Linked DNA regions of Zea mays: all the other regions are linked to region 1. Evidence: chromatin contacts called from public Hi-C data. All regions are on one chromosome and are shown on one strand. The core of a region is the stretch at or near the end of the contact, and the rest is flanking DNA. Distances in the headings are between cores, read along the strand shown. Region 1 holds the start of LOC100283602 (major ampullate spidroin 2-2). Region 2 overlaps LOC100286129. Region 3 holds the start of LOC100280766 (Grx_C8 - glutaredoxin subgroup III). Region 4 holds the start of LOC100274086.

Region 1 (4,955 bases), core at 1,129-3,628:
ATTTTTTTTGAGGCCACTAAGACCATGGAAAACTGGCATGAACAGAAACTATCGAATCTGCCATTCTGCAGAAAACTAAATTCGAGATCAAAACCTAACCCTACATCTAATCCAACCTCTAATCTTTTAATTCCCATGATCCACAACCTCCAAAAACACATAATTACAGGGAGGAATAAGCATCTCATCCATACCTAGGGTTTCCCCAAGAAATTCTGCAAGAAGAGATGGGGAAGAACATCTCCTTGATCCTCTCTTCCCCTTCAATTCAACGTGCTCCTCCTCTTCTCGATCCTTGCTGCGCGGGGGAGATCTAGAGGGAGGAGGAAGCCGTGGAGAGGGGCTGCCATGGGAGGAGAGGACGACCAGCCCAAGGGGAAAGGAGGGAGGGGCGGCCAAGTGTGGGAGGGGGGGAAGGGGTGGCGACCAAGTAGGGGCAAAAGGGGGAAAAGGCCACCACTATGGTTTTCTTTGCGGGAGAAAAGAAGCGACGCCACAGATGACTCCGACTTAGCATCCAACGGCCCACAACCCTTTTCCCACATCCATGCACCGAAGATCAACCTTTGGCAACATTTTTTCTAGGATATTACACTACCCTTGTGTCATTTGTAAATCATATGTACAAGCTTTGTGGACATATTTGTAATTTCATAATGAAGTTGTACCTCTCCCCTGTAAATAGATGAACAATATCATGCATAGGGGCACCTTTTTCGGGAGGAAGGAGAAGGAAAATGACTCTTCTTTGTTTAATTTGCCTTTGAAGCTCTCATTTGTGTATACCCGAAGGTATGCATGTAAACGTTTATCACATTGTAAGGAATAATATTTGAGGTGGATACACAGATAAGTTAGATTTATCCTTTATAATTCGCACTTTCCATTATGATTAAAAGATATACTAGTGTTTTGTTTGTCATTTTCTTCGTCCATTTAACCTTCGGATCAAGGTTAAATGAAGGGAGGAACATGCAATGTGCTAATTCACACTGCGGTGTTCCGAAGTGTTTATCTCCATCTTTGTTCTGAAGCTATTATCTCGAAGAGATAATACTTTAAAGACGAAGATCCCTACCATTTAACGTTGTGTTGCCTTGTTTTAGGGATACATTGCTAGTTAAACAATTCAGAGTGAAAATGGTTTTATGACTTGTTTGAGAACAGGCTAAAATTCACTTGCTACCCAAAATTCTGAGAAGCAGCTGAACTGATAAGCTGCTGTAGAAGCTGCCTGTTTGGCAGAACTTCTGCTTAAATTTGTGAATAAGCTGAAAATAAGTTGTGCCAAATAGGGTCATGATAGGAAGGTGTTTTTTCGGACATTCGGCATAAGGCCTCTGTTCGTTTCGCAGTCTGAATTCGTTACAAGGAAACGAACTAATACTGCGAGGGGTTACTGTTGGGGGCCTTCGTCTTTCCAAGGTCCTCAAAAACACAGATAACCATTGTTTCTCGACACATCTCTAGGTGTTGCAGGTGCTTCGGCGCTAGTTACCTTCAGAATAGATCAAGAAAAAAGACAAAGGCATTAGCTTTATCATAACGATACGGGAAGACGAAGGCAAAAGTCGAACGAGGTTGGAGGAAGGTGTTTACAAGATTCTGTAGCCAAGATGATAAAACATAGAAGACAACACTACCCTTGTGTCATTTGTGAATCATATGTACAAGCTTCATGGACATGCTTGTAATTTTATAATGAAGTTGTATCTCTCCCCTATAATTAGATGAACAATATTATGCATAGGGACACCTTTTTTCGTGGAGGAAGGAGAAGGAAAATGACTCTTCTTTGTTTAATTTGCCTTCGAAGCTCTCATTTGTGTATAGCAGAAGGTATGCATGTAAACGTTATCACATTGCAAGGAATAATATTTGAGGCGGATACACACATAACTTATTGTTTGTTTAAAAGCAAAAGCAAGTAAGTGACCAACACAAATAACCTATTGTTTGTAGTGATACATTTCTAGTTAAACAACTCGGAGTGAAAATGGTTTTATGACTTGTTTGAGAACAGGATAAAATTCACTTGCTACCCAAAATTGAATAATATGTAGATTTTAGGCCTTTCAATTTCTTTGCTCTAAACAGGCCCTTAAGAGCGATAGTGCTGGGCAGCTGGGGTGTTGTGTTTAATAACAACGTGAGCGTCCAAGTAAAACCCGTGACAAAGCTATAGGGTATAGGGGCAAACAAAAGAAGAAAACGACCAAAGATGCCTGCCTCATCATCAAGAAATGAGCCAAGGATTACATCCACAGTGGTTATATATAACAGTGGGCGGCTGCAATCTCCACTCGGCCTCCGTCGCTGCAACAGCAACGGCGTCGCGCTGCCCCCACAACACCACCACAGCGAAAAGCAGCAGCCTCCTTTCAATCCTTCACCCACCTCCCCGCTCCCCCCGGCCTGTCTCTCCGTTCCTCTCACGCACTTCTTCCTCCACACAGACACCCACACCCACCCACCCACTTGGCCGCCCGGGGCGCCCCATAATCCCCCCTGGCCTCTTGATGACTACTGCGCCCAACATCGAGATGATCGCCTCCTCGCTGCGCCACTGCTCCCTCACCGGCGGCGCTGGCGGGCGGCGCCGGGGAGGCACCAGGCGCCGCGGCGCCGAGGGCGGCGGCGACACCGACGGCGTCACCGTGGAGCTGAACTCCGAGGTGGCACTGCCCTACCACTGGGAGCAGTGCCTCGACATCCGGGTACGTCCATTGCTGCATATCGTACCCTACGGGTCGGTTCCCTCATTCCCCATCACGGCTCGCGCCTGGACGCCGGTAGCGCGCGCGCGGGTTTCCTAATCATTTGGCCATAAATGGGCAACTGTCTCCGAGTCCGAGGTTGGTGGGTGCCGGCGGCGGCGCGTTTCTGGAAAGGATGGATCAATCATTCCCTCATTAATGGTGAAAGTGGTGAGCAGACCGGCCGGATGGGGATAGGATTTTTTTTCCGCCCCTTCATTAACTCGCTCCCGCCGCCTGTCCCCATCTTTTGTTCTCTTGCTCTTGGATTCTTGCCTTGCGCCTCCCGGACCCGGTTCAGATCAGCTTCTTCCTTCCCCGTGTTGGTTTTTTCGATGGATTGTTTGGCGGGGATTTCTTGAGGACCTCCCTGAATCTCTGAGAGAGAGAGAGAGAGAGAGAGAGAGAGAGAGAGAGAGAGAGAGAGACGAAGAACAACAACCAACCTATCTTTCATCTCGGTTCGATCGAGCTCAGAAGACTATTTCTTTTTCCATCTCCTTGTTCTGTTATACTACTAGCGTTCTCCCAATTTCATACGGCAGGGAAGTGATTAAGGCGAGTCCAGATCTGTCCGTGTTCTCAATCCTGACACATCCCTGCGGATCCGTCCCTTTTTACTAATCTGTTTGTATCTGGAACTCGAGATTTCGCCGCGGATTTCTTCTGGACCACAGCGAGCGGTTCTGCACCCTGTTGCTGGTTGGTCCTGGGCCATAATCACCCAGCCTAATCAACTGCTCTGCTCAAGCGCGTGTTCCCCACTGCAGATGCAGAGAGATCTTTGAGTTTTTCCATCTGACACGCACCAACTTATCCTGCAGCAAGGAAGCACATCATTATTAACTGAAAAGGCCTGTGATACGCAACTCAAGCTGTTCCCCCCTCCGCGTTTACTTTCCTCCTCCTGGAACCAAGTTGCATTGTTTTGCATCTGATTCCACCCCAGCAAGAAATTCACACAGAACCCAAGCAAAAAGAGCATCTTTTTTTAAAATTTCTTTTGAAACGCAAACACATCATCATAGGCGAAAAGTTTTGCCATCGGGCAAGGCTTTTTGCTGGAAAGCTCCTTTCCATGATTCCGATCCATCTCAGACAGCAGAGATGCTGTTGGTGAAGCGGAAGGCGTGTGCGGTCATGGTGGAGTGGAGTTTCCTTCTTTCCAGCCCTGCCCCAGCTGCCTTCCTGCAACCTGTTCCCCGATACCTGCATAGTGCCTGCACACCCCCACCCCCACCTCTAATGCCACTAGTTCGTGTGAGTGTATGCACTGTATAAACAGACAAACAGAACGCAACAAAGATGATTAGGAACGGTCTACGTGCAAATAGATTCTATAGCGTTGTCCAACAGCTAGCTGTTTGTTTAACGCAGTAACCTAATTAATAGCTGGTGTCTTGCGTTTTTTTTTTCTCTCTGAGCTAATTTTCGTGCAGACGGGGCAAGTGTACTACATCAACTGGGAGAACGGCACCCGGACGACGGTGGACCCGCGCACGGCGTCGGCCTTCGTCTCCTCCCCGACACCGCGCTCCTCCACGTCTCGGCGCACCCGGCGCGCGTCCACGCCGTCGTCGGGGTACACCTCCGTGTCGTCGTCCGTGGGCGCGGCGGACGTCGTGACCGGCGCGTGGCGGGGCGTCAGCAACGACAGCGGGTACGACAACGACGACGAGCAGGAGGACGGCGAGGCGGACGACGAGGACGAGGCCGAGAGCAGCAGCAGCACCACCACCAGCAGCAGCAGCTCCAGCAGCACGGGCAGCAGCCGGGGGTCGGCGGTCTCGTCGACGCTCTCGTCCTTCTCGCCCACCGACGAGTCCGGCTCCGGCGACAACGGCGGCGCCCGCCTCGGCGCCGGCCACGTCCTCGTGGCGGCCGGCTGCCGCGCCTGCTTCATGTACTTCATGGTGCCCAAGCGCGCCGACGTGTGCCCCAAGTGCGGCAGCTCCGGCCTCCTCCACCTCAGCCGCAACGGCTACGCCTGAGATCGCCGGCGCGGCCATATGCTCGCTCCGCTAATTGTAGGAGGGGGATCGGAGGACGTCTCCTGAGGCGCAGGCAGTCGTGCGTGCAATGCAAGCCACCTCTGTTTGGCTCTTGGCTAGAGATCTTCCATAAGAACTAGGAGTACTACGAGTTTTTGGTGAGGAGAGAGGGGAGAGGTCCCCAAACCCGATCTTTGGTCATTCATTG
Region 2 (4,955 bases), core at 683-3,182, 370 kb after region 1:
AGGATTTCAATATTTATGATACAAAACAGACATCATAGAAAAATATATTTTATGATAAATCTCGTGATGTCTTTTTAGTATCCTAGATTTGTATTTTTTTTTCTTCTTTACAAAATTTAATCAACAGACATGTGTTTGTACTTTTATCCTAGACGAAATACAGTGCCTTTGCACCGGTGGCCCGCCCAAAGTCGCCCGCCACTCATGTGAGGCCCACTTGTCGATCAACAAACGATTAACATGACACGTCGATCTATGGAGCGAGTCAGACAATCTTTGAACCCTGATGAACTATGTTCAATGATCAAAAGTACACATTTTTGGAGATTTTGACACTCCGGGCAGACTAGCGGCGTTCCACAACTAAAGTGTTGCGCCACCTTTATTAGTTATGGTACACGCTTCTCTGCGCTCGTTTCCAGATCATGCAAGGGACAGGATGTGGGCACAACGCAAGCACACCCACAAGAAAGGCAAAACACACACGACTGCCGCTCAGTGTTACAACTTACAAGCGTATCCCAGCCAGGTTATGTACTATGCACATTGCATTGAGCTACGGCATTATATGGAAACAACCAAACTGTTCGTTCCAATGCATCTATAGTCCTTCAGTATCGACGGCCACCACCAGTCGACAAAAGCACTCTAGTTGCTTTCTTACCCTTCTTCCCAGCGCCATTTGCTTTCTGCATCTCCGAGTTGTCAGCTGCAGTCACGGCTCTACTGGAAGATATGATGCTGGCAAATGATAATGCGGGTGTCGCTAACGGCCCTGCATAACACAAATATATCGTTACCGCCAGGAGTTCAATGGAAATCAGGTTTTAATACACTGCAAGTGTCCAAACTCCTAAACAGACCAGGTATCACGTACCTTGGTCTCTCGAGGTTTCACTTTGGCCATTTGCATCCCCAGTTCCGAGTCTTAAGGGAGGTGAGTCTTGAGCAGATGCAAAACCCAAGCGTGTTACATCAGAGAAAAGCTTCCTTTCACTCGCTGGTGGACTGGTGGACGGCCCAGCGTTGTTTCCCAGGGCTTCAGTGCAAAGAGACATCAAAATCAGCACCAACAAGAATGAACCAAATCTCAGATGTGCGTAATAAAGCAGATGAGAAAATGGGCAACAGACAAATGCAATCAGAAAACTGTGATATTAAGGATATCAAGAACAAGCAGGGACACCATCCGAAGTTCAGTAAATTTACCTTCAAAGTCATCCAGAGAGAACATGACATCGTTGTGACTTTGAGAGGAATTTGTATACTCAAATCGCATAGCTGATGCCTGAACAGCAGCAGCAACTTCCGCCTTCACTCTCTCACTTTCTTCCTACAAAACAGAGGAAACATGTGAAAAGGAGCCAGAACATGCCACACACAACTACATAAGCAACATGGAAAGCAAACCATGAAAACTCAATGGCTCTTGTATAATTGAATGATCTACTCATACTGTATTTGGATTCCAATTGCATCTAAATTTTCAGAAATGGCTTGGTCCAAATTAACCAATTAGGTAATCAATTTGTAGGTGATAAGCATTGTGAATTAGAGTTGCGAGTTATATTATGCCTGATGATTCTGCGTGCATCCTTGCTAGACATATACTAGGTTCCACGTGCCTCTTTAAAAATTGACTAGCTGTCAAAACCAGTTGTAAAAGGCTTCACCATCCCCCAATGGGATTCTTCCCATTCGATCCAGTTGCAGTCAATGATGCAAGTGGGGTGGCAGCGGTCAGCCCTCCCCACGTCCGCATGAGCTTCGAGAGCTTTTTCAGACACATGCAGAAGCTCAAGCAGCACCGAATGTTTCTGCAGGTTTATGTGGCAGCCTGCACAGCGCCGCATTGCTGATGCAACTTCACTCGTGTCCCCCTTGCCGCTGACTGCAAACGCAACCCACCCATGGCCAACGAAGTGGCCTCCTACCCCTTGTGTGGATGCTCATGTGCATGAAGGTCTTGGTTCTGGTCCGTGCAGAGCAGGTAGCCCGAGCCTCATTTTGTTCTGGCTGTCCAGGAGATCAGCCTGCCTAGTAGCCTTGGGTTTGGCAACGCCACAACCGCCATCCTGCTCCACCTGTGTCGTAGCCATGGATAACGACGAGCCGGCCAAGGCCATCCAACGATGGATGTGGTGCCGTACTATGAATGTCCAGAGGTGAAAAATTCTTGCAGATGAAAGTCGAGACGAGAACACGGTCCTTCTCAACAATTAGGCTCCACGGCTGCATTCGTGTTCCGGAGCGCACATGAGGATGGCAGCGCAGATGACGCCTCCAACAAGAACATCAACCCCGCGGCCACCGCTGCTATGGAGGATGACAGGAGGGAGCGCACACTGAGGCAGGGGAGGCCCGCACGCTTGAAGGAGGATTGTGTGTTCAGCGTCTAGGGGCAGATTGGCAGCTCCTCGGTTTTCCTCCTCCTTTCTGCCTTCGTAGATCGCAATAGCACGCTCCTTTAGCCCTGCGCATTCCCGCGACACCATTGGGCCAAGTGGACGATGGGCGTCGAGCCGCTCCTGTTTTACAGGCTCGTGGCACAGGTCTACGAGGGCTTGAGGCACAGTAGCCCAGTAGGTTAGCAGGTTTGGCCTGCGCTGCTTGCATTCCTAGTTGCAGTTGCCATGCTACTTTTGGGAAAGAACCAACAAATATAAGACAACCAAGCAATATAAGGAATAAGTTTTCCAAGTAGCGCCTCCAAGTCCCGGGTTCGATTCCCCTCGGGGGCAAATTTTCCGGCTTGGTTTAAAAAAATCCCCCCGTTGTACCCCATCCGCTCTCGGGCTACGATGTCCTGTGTGCCACCCTCCAGTTAGGCCATTGCAGAGTGGACGGTCGACATCGGCCCGTTAGTGATGGAGGGCAGGTTTCGGGGATTTTTCACAGCCGGGCCATTGTTTCGGTCTCTTCTTTGTATTATACCGGGAGGGCGGTCTTTCCTTCTGTCATAGACCTTCGGTCCATGGGGATAGCTGTCTTCTCCGGCGAGGTTATACCCCTCTGCCGCAGGCTTGGTTCTAGGGTAGCAGCCCTAGGCGCTTGAGAGGGTCATTGCAAGGGAGAGAGATTGGTTTGTTAATGATCTTGCTTGATTTATTCTCTGCTGCCATGCGGCTTATAAATAGCCCTATGGCTAACCAACTTCTCCTACAAACTCTCAACTAACTCCTACTTTCTTGGACTTATCTGATGCTAACAAACTCTCCACAATTCTCTCATTTCAATCTTATTCTCTAACCTTATCCCAGCTCATCTCAATCTTATTCTCTAGCCTTATCCCAGCCTGGTTGTTGCCTCTCGCTCCCTATTATGTCCATGACATCTCCCCCTCCCTTGAGGACCAACTCGTCCTCGAGCTGCCATAGACTTACCTGACACGACTTAAGGTTAAGTCTTTTACATCTCGGCTTACCTTTATTATTTAAGACGAAAATACAAAATAATTGTGGAACTAAAATATAAATTTGAACTGCAGCTATGTCCTCCTGTCCTCCTGGATCCCAAGGAAAGAGCTGAACTGCGGACTTCACGTTGGATGAAAGGTGGAGGAACCAGCCCGTTCTTATGTTGGGTCTGTCCAGCACCAAGGCAGTTGCCCGAATGAAGGAGACGACCCTCTTTGGCCGTGCAGGGGGGCTGCATACCCAGATCTCAACTTCTGCAGGGGGTTCAAAAAGTATAGACGAGACCTGGTGGTTGGGCGCGCAGGCTGCGAGTTGGTGCAGGTGCAGCGATGAGCTGATCAGCAAGTGCAGCTTCCGCACCGCCCGCCTAACAAGGAAGCCGCGCACTGCGGCTTGCAGGCGCACCACGGCCTGCTCATGTGATGACGGCCATGGGGTGGCCCTGGAGGCCACAACAAGGTGCTTCTCCCCACGAAGGAACTGTACCTGGCGGCGTGCCAGGAACCCTCGCGCTGCCGCCTGAAGCCGCACCGCTGCTTGGAGTTCCTTCTCTGTCTTCTCCTTGTAGCGGTGGAACATCACAACGAATTGATCCCACTTCTCTTCGAGCCGAGTGAATGCATCTAGAGTTGGAGAGGGCGGGTGGGAGGGCGTTGCGGCGGCAGATGGCGCGGCGGCTGGTGGTGGTGAGGGATGGGCGGCTAGTGGTGGTGAGGATAACCTGGAGCTGATACTAGGTGAGGGATGGGCGGCTGGTGGTGGTGAGGATAACCTAGAGCTGATACCAGGTGTCATGGACCTTCGGTCCATGGGGATAGCTGTCTTCTCCGGCGAGGTTATACCCCTCTGCCGCAGGCTTGGTTCTAGGGTAGCAGCCCTAGGCGCTTGAGAGGGTCATTGCAAGGGAGAGAGATTGGTTTGTTAATGATCTTGCTTGATTTATTCTCTGCTGCCATGCGGCTTATAAATAGCCCTATGGCTAACCAACTTCTCCTACAAACTCTCAACTAACTCCTACTTTCTTGGACTTATCTGATGCTAACAAACTCTCCACAATTCTCTCATTTCAATCTTATTCTCTAACCTTATCCCAGCTCATCTCAATCTTATTCTCTAGCCTTATCCCAGCCTGGCTGTTGCCTCTCGCTCCCTATTATGTCCATGACATCTTCCACGGCCGAGTTTTTTTAGTTTTGCTTTTAGACATTGTACAGACATCATTGTTAAGCAATGAGAAAGCAAATATACAAATGCCTAATACCCCGTTTGGATGTAGATATTCAAGACTAGAATTGGGAATTGGAATCAGGATTTCTGAATTCTACTATTTGGTTGTCTAATGAATTCAGAGCTGGAATTAAAGATCAATTTCTTGGAATTGGACTTTAACTAAAAAGTGTCTCTCACGATTCAGAGCCAAGACTCTAGGTATTGGATGGAATTGCAATTACACATACATCCAGACAACATATTTGTATTGAAACCCATTTCCAATACTAGACAAATTTGGTATTGGATCTAATTCAATTCTAACATCTC
Region 3 (4,955 bases), core at 1,819-4,318, 310 kb before region 1:
CATCGCAAGGAAAATAATGGTATGAATTGCAAGAACATAAGTGAATTGCCCATTTTTTCTACCAATCTTTTAGGTTGAACTAGTAGGTGCATACAACTTAATATAGTATCGAAGCCAGCTGGGTCTAGAGTTCGAATATTGGTCGTAATTAAATAAAATAATTGTTGTTCGCTTCTATTCCACATCTGTCTTGACATGAACTAGTTGGTACATGTGCATGCAATTTAATACGAACAACTACAAGAAGCGCCTGTTTAAGATTAAAAAGGTCGCGATTACTACAATAATAAGAAGAAAAAATGGTGTGAACTACTATAAAACAGACTAATGACCACAATGGAATAAGAACACGTACAGACACAATAATGAATCAAGATGTAGCTAGAACACAAAAACATTGTAGGCAATTCATCAAGCGGTGGATGGGTGTTGTCCATGGCGTCCTTGCCTACAGCTACTAGGGTGCTCAACAACATGCTCTGCACGTGTCCTACTTGGCGCCGATCTTGGTACCATGTCCGCGTCGCGTCGCTGCCGCTACTTGTGAAATGGGGTCATCGGAGAATGTTTGCTCCGGTACGGTGCATGCAGGAGTCGCCGTAGCAGCATCTCCATGAGCAGTGGAAAGAGGTGTTGGAGGAGGAGCTGCGCGTTCCATAGCGCGCGCAGTCCGCCTGCGCACCGACGACGTGCGTCGCGCTTTGCTCCTCCAGCAAGAAAATGGCGCCAAACTCTCCTCTTCTCTTGTCATTTCTCTCCAAAAGAGCTGCTAGTAGAATAAATTCACCCCTTGATATATGAATGATCCAGGTGCAACCACTGCTTATCTTGCAGTAACAACCGCACAGGATCATGTAGTGTTGTTTTAGATTTCAACGTGTAGGTTTGAGAATGTGATTTTTGAGTATTGCTTTTTACAAATATTTATGAAACATAAAAAGTATATTACTTCTATACAACTATATTCGGAGACTAATGTTACTAAAAAATATTTTAAGAGATGCCTTATTTTTTTAGACGGATCCATCAAGAACAATATACACAAATGGTAATAAAGACGACTTGCATTGTCTATAGAAATCAATTCCTATTTGGTGTTTTTGTAACCATCTAAAAAATGTTCTTTATTTTTAGAGACGGATAGAAAAACCAGGTGCCTCTATATATAAATCGTATGCCTAGAGATGGTTCAAGTTTTGATCGTTTTTAGAAATAGTGGCAGCTAAAATAATCTAGAAACATACTCTTAGGGCTGGTTGGATACTATCGCTCCTAACCATCTTTAGAAAAAAGATAATTTGTAGAGACACATAAGTAATGGTTTTTTCTAACTCCCTCTACAAACCGTTTTAAACCACCTCTTGCTCCTATATAATTGTTCATAGCAAGTTCACCAAAATCCTCCGACTTACATTATGGTTCATAAAAACCTTTTTTTTAGAATGGAGCCAAAGTGAGAGCGGAAAGGAGAGCCTACCAAAACAGTCCCTTACAATCGGAGAGATAATACAAAACAGTGATTTGCATGATCATATATACATGATCTATTGGACTTGGACACAGTCTTAGGTCAACCTATACAAGTGATATTTATGAATTGAACTTTCAGATAATACCGGTGTTTTGATAATGGGTATTATGTATTGGAAAATACACCGTACCATATTACCTTGGGACTATATACTATAGTAGTGAAGAAAATATTCCTGACAAAATACTTGTCGCACGTCATTTGACACAATTGATGAGTTCTGACATACCCTCTCCATCACTTTTTAAGTGGCGTATAATTTTTTGTGCTAGTCAAACTCTTTTCAATTTGTCTAGATTTATATAAACCATTGATAGTATTTATATCTTTAAATAAACATACTACAAAAAATATATTTCATAAAATACGATAAAGAATGTAAATAAATAATCAAAATATATAGTTTAATTACTAGTGGCCAACAACAGGTTAAGAGATGAGTAAATCACAAATTGCATAAGTCTCAGCCATCCAATCACAATATCCAGAACCAAGAGACAGACAGACATCAGTAGGCAAAGACATACACCCATAAAAGTGAGAGGAAACAAGGTATTAAAATTAAAGGATATCAAATTAAACAACAGTGGTGGTAACAGTGTAGCACCCCAAGCAAAGCAAATCCAGCGCATGCGTCAAACACCACATGCACGCACACACAAACACCGACGGAGGCAGTAGGTAGTGAGAAAAAAGCACACACACGGTACCAGCCTCTCTTCTCTCTTGCACACACTACTCACACACATTAAGCCCAATCCGATGCATCACTGATCTACCACCATCCGGCCCTGTCCATGGATGTATCCTCCTATCACCGTAGCTTAGTACGTAGTTTGATTAGCTTGCAGCAAGTGACATCAGGTTCTACAGCAACAAGGAACTAACTTAGACAACGGAAGAAGCTGCGTAGCCTGTTGGCACACGAGTCACCAGCAATGGCGCGCGGCCTGCCTACAGTTCAGAGCCAGAGCGCGCCGGCCTCCTTGAGAAGTGGGACGAGGGAGCCGTTGATATGCGCGGCCATGACCCGGTCCATGGCGCCGACCAGCTTCCCGCCGATGAAGACGACGGGGACGACGGGCGCGCCGGCGGGGCCGTAGCCGATGAGGCGGGCGAGGGCGTGCTCCAGCTCTCGTCCGCGCGGGTCCAGGTCCAGCTCGTGCACCGTCGGGTGCACGCCCATGCCGCAGAAGAGCCGCTTCACGGCGTGGCACATGCAGCAGCTGCTCACGCTGAACACCACCACCGCGCTCTCCGACGCCAGCCGCTCCACGCGCGCCACCGCGCTCTCCGCCATCATCGTCGTGGTCGCCGGCATGTACCACGCCTGCTCCGCCGCCGCGTACTGCATTGTCGCTCGCTACCGAAGGGGGGTGGGTCGCTTGCCGCTAAAGGCGAGCACACACAGACACAGTAGGTGTGAGAACTGAGAAGAGCTACTAGTCTGCTGGCTTGCTGGCCGTCCGGTTGCTAGCTGGAAGGAACCAAAGGCTGGCAATGAGCTGAGGAGGTGAGTGCTTGGAGTCTTGGTGAGTGATGAGCTAGCAGGATGTGAAAGATGCATATATATAGAGGAAAGGAGGGGGTGGTTTGGTAATTTAGGGGAGGCAGGGAAGGAAGGGTAAGCACTTCCAAGCCAATGAGGTCTTTTGGGGGTCCTAAGCGAATGCCAAATTTCCTCTCTTTCTTGTTTGCCACTAGTGCTTATTTTATTGTCCGATGTCTGATGATGTGATGATCTCAGACTAGCAGGAGCAGTAACTTGATACTGTAGTTAGTTGTAGTGACCACCAGTCACCGAGAAGTAATGATCTTCGGTTTGGCCGTAATAATTAGTTTATGTTGGATGTTGGGACATGCAAATAGAGAACATGGAGTCGTCCTAGCTTGGAAAGAAGTGAAACATCTCATGCCCTGTTTGGAACAAAGTTTTTGATAACAATAATTTTTGAAATACTGCTGTGTATTTTAGTAATGACGATAGCACAGTTTAAAATATTACAGTTTTAAAAATTAAGTTCTAAATCTAAGTTTAGAATACCTTTAAAATAACTATATCACTTGTAATACTTCAATTTTGAAAAACACCATTCTATATATAATATAATAATGTAGTATTTGAAAATACTACAGTATTTTTCTAAAATTGTGAAAAAACATCGTTCCCAAACACCCTCTCAGCTTCAGCGGAAACGTGTGAGGTTCCTCCTATGGAGCCATTGTGCGTTGAACTAGGATTTTATTCCTTTTTGGAGCAGATGACATGCACATATTCTTACTTCCCTAAGCTACAAATTTGTTATATGCTCGACCAACTTCATCAGACTCAGATGAATATGTATATTTTGTGACAAATTACAATGGAAATCGTTGTGAAAATGTCAAATTATACTCCATGCACGTATGTACAGATGCAAAAAGTCTCCTTTAGAATACAGGAATTTCATGATAATGATATAGGAATTTTATAGGAATTAGTTCAAAAACACAGAAAAAACGCAGCATTCAAGAAATTTTCCTTTGTTCCATAGGCTTTATTGTCTCGGAATTGAGTTCTTTTTTTTAGATGGTTTGATAATCCACGTCGGAAATTTTTTAAAAAAACTATTCCCAGCATCTGCAAAGATTTGTCCAACAGCACTGTTCCGCCAATCCCATTATGTCGTGCTGCATGGAGACAGGCAACTGGATGAATCGAACGCTAGGCTTTTCATGCCATTGCCGGAACACTGCAAGTGTATTACATCACGTAGATGTCCCTTTGTCCCCCCTCGCCTTTGCGGATGCCACTTTTCCGTGGCACAGCTAGCCTGTCTTTATCACTGCAAAGCGAAGGCATTCCTGAAGAATTGTTGGAAGATTTGATGGCGAGAGCAAGTGGAAAGCCATGCAAAGACCGGCTTTTCCTTCGACTCCACTGCACTTCAACGAGTCTCCAGCCTATCTTTGACGAGTCATTTCAAGTCAAAAAAATTCTCAAAATGACATAAACAACAAATACTGACGCTTCTTTTTTTTAAATGACGATGTGTTATGACTTATTACAATGGCTCAGAACTTCAGATGTTGCATTTGAGTACCAAACTGTAAAATATAAATGACGATGTCGAACATACAGGCCTTCCCTCATCAACGCTGCCCTCGACCACCACGCTGGCGCCTCCTCCATGTGCATCATCCGTCCTCCGCCGGTTACAGCGAGTTGGATTTGAATCTACACAAAGAAGGGATAGATATAAGACTGTCTACGATTGATAGTGTAAAATAGGAGACACAAAACTATAGACACTATTTGCATAGTGAAATTTAAAATAAAAAATGTGATATGAGATAAAAATAGAGGATCTGCTGGAGATATCTTAAGAATATGGTGACTAGAGACAGGGGTGGATCTAGACCAGAGGGGCTTGTCGGGTCCGTG
Region 4 (4,955 bases), core at 679-3,178, 290 kb after region 1:
ATACATAATATATACTCAATTAAGAAATAAGTTATATCCACGGATAATATTAATGGCTAACATGTTAATCAATTTGTGTGAACTTTGGTAATCTAAATTATGTTACACACTAACGCCTTATATAATGTGTGTGTGTGTGTGTATTTAATACCGTGTTAGATAATTCAGAGGGCCTTCTAATAAAAATAATTGGTTGTCACGTATATATATTGAAGATCTAAAATGGCCGCGTAATGTTCTCTGTATGTAGAGTTGCATCCACGTTGGGCATGTACACGTTTCAGTATGTTTGGCACATACATATAACTGGGATTACTTGCATAAAAAACAGATAGTTTATATAAGCTGACTAAATTATGTCATATTCAAAGTTGCAAAAATAAAAAAATAGAGTATCCAATAGATCTCGTACACATCAATTGGATCTAAATAAAGATATATAACTAAAATTTTCCTTATTTATCCAATTTTCCAAAATTTAAAGTTAAACAAATATATATTTTATCTAAGACGTTTTAGAAAGTAATATATGATTACAAATACTCGATCTGATTATAGTTACCTCGAGAATGGTATCTGCACCGAACTCCTTTCTCCACTTCAGCATATCAGACCACATTTGCTTTGCCTTCTCGATATCAAACTTTCTTGCCTTGAGAAATCTTCATGATCCCAAACTTTCAGCAATGCTACCACACATGAAAATGCAATCATACAATCCTTTACTATATCACATACCTTAGCATCATGTGGTAGTCATCATGCTGCGATGGTAGCAGCTCTTCAAGTACAAGAAGCTGGCGGAAGGCATCCACAGCCTGCACCTCCTCAGGTTCACGCTCATCCAGAATCGAGATGGACATCACCTTGCTGCTCTTCCTCCCCCTCTTCATGGAATGCCTAAACTTCTGTGAGGCGCTCAAAGCCTTCTTTTTCAGAGCCGCGATCACGGCTTTCTTCTCGTCCTCTGTGTATTCCACATTGGATTTCCTCTTCTCGTCGTAGTGTCCATCTAAGGCTGCAGATATCATTTCTAGATAAGTCAATTCTGTGAAGTTTAATTTCGGGGACTGAATTTGACTTGCATGGATTATGCTAAATTGTCCATGATTATTGGGGAAAACAAAAATGTGTTGCCATAAGTGCAACGTTTCAATAAAAAAATCAGACATTACAGGAATATCACAAGTTTTTTTATGAGGGCAAAGAAAGAAAGAAAGTACTGTTGCAATATATTATCCATCTCAGTCAGCAAGAGAATGGTCATGTCATTTAATTATATGCATACTCACCAGAGCTTAGACGGTGTTCATGAGATCCTGATAGGACTTCTGCCATTATTGGGTTGCCTATCAGACCTGATAAAAGAAAGAAGAGGTCGTATTGAGTTCCATTCCATGCACCTACCAGGCTAATCGGAGAGGTTATGCTGATGGAAAAAGTGGACAATTCACTTACACTACTTGAATAAGTCTGAATAAAAACTTAAAAACATCATCGCCGTTGCATCGATCAAATGCTATGTTGGCACAGATGATCAATTTTGAAGAATAATGCGTTTAATATTTCAGTGTGGTGATAATGCACCAGATATAATCTGATTCAATGCCAAGTGGTAGGATCAAAAGCATTGATTTTTTAGGGTGGCTCTTTCTCTTTGTGTGCAGTTGAGACTAGATAAGTAGTGTGTTTTCTCCCTCGCATCGAGGAGATAATCTGTCGATACCTGACGATTAGCAATGATGGGATCAAAACCTAGAACGTGTGCATAGAACAGAGCACGAGAAGGAAGAACACGCAAGCGGCCTTGAGTGAGGCCAATGTACCAACAGAAACGCTCGTGATTCCCCATAGAACGGCTAGATCGGAACTGAGGGGCGCGCACGTACCTCCGAGAGGAGAGCCTTGAGGCGGAGAGGGGGGGCGGCGATGCTGGAGAGAAATGGCTTGGGGGCGGCGATGCTAAAGAAATAGAGGCGGGGGTGGTGGCGCGCTCGTCGCGGGGCGGAGTGCGCGGGGGCCCAAATGGTGAGAGGCGCGCACGATGGCCGCAGCTGGTAACGGAAGGATGCCATAAACGGCTCTTCTTCTTCGACCAGTTTGACTTTGGAGATGAAGGACCGTGGCGTGGACCGAGGACGGGAGGAGCTGGCTGTTGCCCGCGGTCGGTATGATCGCTGCCGTGTCACTCCCGGCGATCGGTGCCAGACCGCCAGCCACTGCAGCTGCGAGTGATTGGCCCGGCCGGTTGGCTGCCCTGCCGATCGGTTGATGCGGCTGTGTCGATGGTAGTGGGGTGAGCCCGGTCGGTATTGGTAAAGACCGACGCGATGGGTGTGAGCCATTATTACTCTGACGTAGAAATCTAAAGAAAACTGAATGTATTCTATAAACAGAGGATAATTATATTCATTCACACACTTTCGTCTTCAATTCACAAGTCTTCTTTATTCATAGTTTTCACTCTCTATTTCGATTCAGTTTCTTTGAAACCAACTATGAAACGTTCATAGACTTACTCAACGACTAATCTCTATAATGTATGGAGCCCTTGTCAATGTGGAGCAAGTATTTTTTAATGGTCTTTCTCTCGTCCATCATCAGGAGTTGCTATTTTTCCACTCTCAGTTTTGACTTTCTGTTATTATATCATCCCGTGTCTATGACTGGTGGGACCTTCTGTGTCTATGATTTGTGAACCGATGGCATACTAGCGAAGCCCACAAATGATAGTGCAAAATTGCTAATGGCTCCCATCATCAGTGAGAAGATGAGACTGCTCGTCTCCTATGGCCCTCTCTAATATACGATGCAACCTCTCTAAGTATCTTGTCCGATGTGGGGTATTTGATGCTTCACCAGACATGTTTAGTGCCTTATGAACCTCCCCAACATGTTGCACTCCTCTCTAAGTACCCTATCCAGCACCCCACAGAAAATGACAGTGAGTGGGATTTGGTGTGCACCTACATGTTCGTTATACCCAGTTACAGTATCCCTCCTTTGACACAATGCTCTCATATTTGGTGCTATATTCGGTGCATTACCAAACACATCTGGTGCTACCAAGCACCATGTTCTTTCTTTGTTTCTTCATGTGTCTTCATCTGGGCTCCTTCCTTCTTATGTCTTGGACAAAGCATGTTCTTGTATGTCTTCAATATGTCTTATAGTGTCTTGTTTGAGGTGTTGATTATCTATATCATCATTTTTCCTTTAGTCTAGGTTTACTTCTTATCCTTCGGAACTATATCTGTCATCACCTAGGGATGGCCATACCCCCGACTATCACCAAGATGCGCTCAGGGATCCTGACTCAAGAGACTGGCTCTGGGCCTACAATGGAGGGACCACTGCTCCTAGGCCCCCTGACTTGAGGACCTCCCCTAGCCCCGTCCAGGGAGGGGCTTGGCACCACCTCAAATTACGTTGGGGCATCCTTGGAACTAAGTCTTCGATACCACACATTATCTAACACGCGATTCTTCAAGACCACACATTATCTAACATCTTCTTCGAGACCTCAAATTCTACTCTACTAAAAAGACTTTGTGTTGGTTGGCCACCTCCAGCGTGAATTAGGGAGCATTTGAGGCTTCGCCAAACCACGGGATAAATCGTGTGTCTTGTCCCTTCTTAATTTACTTACTTTCACTTCTTATATACTTTGTGTCAGTACCCTGAAACTGGGGTATCCCTTACTACTATATCAAAACACATTACCCACATGGTTATCTCTAATCGTGTGCTAAGGAACTGAGCAGCTCGACCCATGTCACAACTTGCCCAAGGCCTACCCCGAGCGAGGGACCCAAGTCACGACTCGCCCGAGGCCAACCTCGTTCGGGAGACACCGTGATGGTTCGCCCAAGGCCAACCTCGAGTGGAAGACGAAGACACGACTCGCTCGAGGCCAATAGGCAGAAGACACAGTCATGACTCGCCCGAGGCCAACATCGAGCAGGAGACACAGTCGCACTCGCCCGAGGCCAACCTCGGGCGTGAGACATAGTCACGACTCGCTCGAGGCCGACCCCGGGCAGCAGACGCAGTCACGACTCGCCCGAGGCCAACCTCAGGCGGGAGACACAGTCGCGACTCGCCCGACGCCAACCACAGGCGGAAGACACAGTCACGACTTGCCCGAGGCATTCCCTAGGCAGGAGACGCAGTCGCGACTTGCCCGAGGCCATCCTCGGGCGAGAGACGCATTTCCGATTCACCCGAGGGCATCTTAGGCAACACTCTAGGAGCTACCTGCCTCGACCGACCACTCTGATTCTAGAACGGCGCCTGTCCCCGCCTTATGGGCAGGTCCGGTGCTACCACATGTCCAGGGAATCGATATGCTCAGGGACTTCACCAATGGGTCTGGACCCCCATGGGTGGGTCCCGGACCCCCATGTTTGCAATCTGGACCCCCTGAGAGGTCTAGGACCTCCACATATACAAACCATACCCCCGAGTAGGGAACTGGACCCCCTGTATGGGGTCCAGGTCGCCAACAAGGGCTCTCAGTGCTACAGGGCACAACATGCCACCAGGCCCTACTCTGGACCCACGCATGGGTCCGGTGACACCACGTGGCCGCTGGCGCATGGTGCAATCCTTCGCATGGAAACAAGGCCTCAGCCTGCATTAAATGCAAGGCGGCCAAGGCGTGCTCTTACCAAGCGCAAGGCATAGGCTAGCTTGTGACAAGTCTTTGTAACCGCCCCGCGCGTTACCGAGGTGCACTATAGCATAGCAGCGCCACACGCATTAGATGCCCGCTCAGAGCTCCACGCGTTATCGAGGCCAATGTGCCACGCCCATGGAAGACGCCATCATGAAGTGTCGTTCGGTCGGGTATTATGTCCATTACAGTGACCGGCCGGACGTGACAGCACAGGCGATTGAGCACGCCCCTACGCACATCAATGTGACAGTCTACGATGCAACCTTTTGTTAGAAAT

Evidence for each region. Hi-C and Micro-C count contacts between places; a contact is called where the count stands out from the background.
Region 2: a Hi-C map of endosperm shows a contact between it and region 1, with 2.1 times the contacts expected there. The contact joins the enhancer-like site here to the promoter of LOC100283602 in region 1. A contact is called at or near these places in 5 of 25 Hi-C or Micro-C datasets (bundle sheath, ear, endosperm and 2 more).
Region 3: a contact with region 1 is called in a Hi-C map of ear, with 2.3 times the contacts expected there. The contact joins the promoter of LOC100280766 here to the promoter of LOC100283602 in region 1. A contact is called at or near these places in 2 of 25 Hi-C or Micro-C datasets (ear and tassel).
Region 4: a contact with region 1 is called in a Hi-C map of leaf, with 7 times the contacts expected there. The contact joins the promoter of LOC100274086 here to the promoter of LOC100283602 in region 1. A contact is called at or near these places in 13 of 25 Hi-C or Micro-C datasets (bundle sheath, ear, endosperm and 4 more) and 1 of 3 datasets of contacts at active chromatin or transcription factors (leaf).

The regions. Positions count from the first base shown.
Region 1 is chr5:168,603,839-168,608,793 of Zm-B73-REFERENCE-NAM-5.0, forward strand. LOC100283602 (major ampullate spidroin 2-2) reads left to right here and starts at 2,379. Exons shown (of 2, transcript NM_001156503.2): 1 at 2,379-2,717; 2 at 4,196-4,955. The coding sequence starts at 2,520. The coding sequence ends at 4,747.
Region 2 is chr5:168,976,174-168,981,128 of Zm-B73-REFERENCE-NAM-5.0, forward strand. It overlaps LOC100286129, which reads right to left. Exons shown (of 9, transcript NM_001159017.2): 7 at 1,210-1,333; 8 at 878-1,039; 9 at 358-775. The coding sequence ends at 612. Among protein-coding and RNA genes, the nearest start is that of LOC100286129, 7.7 kb to the right of the region's middle. Within about 2 kb of position 1,933, at least 1 of the 20 cell types and tissues checked has an H3K27ac peak or open chromatin away from gene starts, as enhancers often do. A contact at or near this core is called in endosperm, where this site is marked.
Region 3 is chr5:168,288,660-168,293,614 of Zm-B73-REFERENCE-NAM-5.0, forward strand. LOC100280766 (Grx_C8 - glutaredoxin subgroup III) reads right to left here and starts at 3,069. Exons shown (of 1, transcript NM_001153687.1): 1 at 2,085-3,069. The coding sequence starts at 2,885. The coding sequence ends at 2,493.
Region 4 is chr5:168,897,697-168,902,651 of Zm-B73-REFERENCE-NAM-5.0, forward strand. It overlaps LOC100274086, which reads right to left and starts at 1,929. Exons shown (of 15, transcript NM_001148465.1): 1 at 1,890-1,929; 2 at 1,293-1,358; 3 at 739-1,018; 4 at 563-662. The coding sequence starts at 1,338.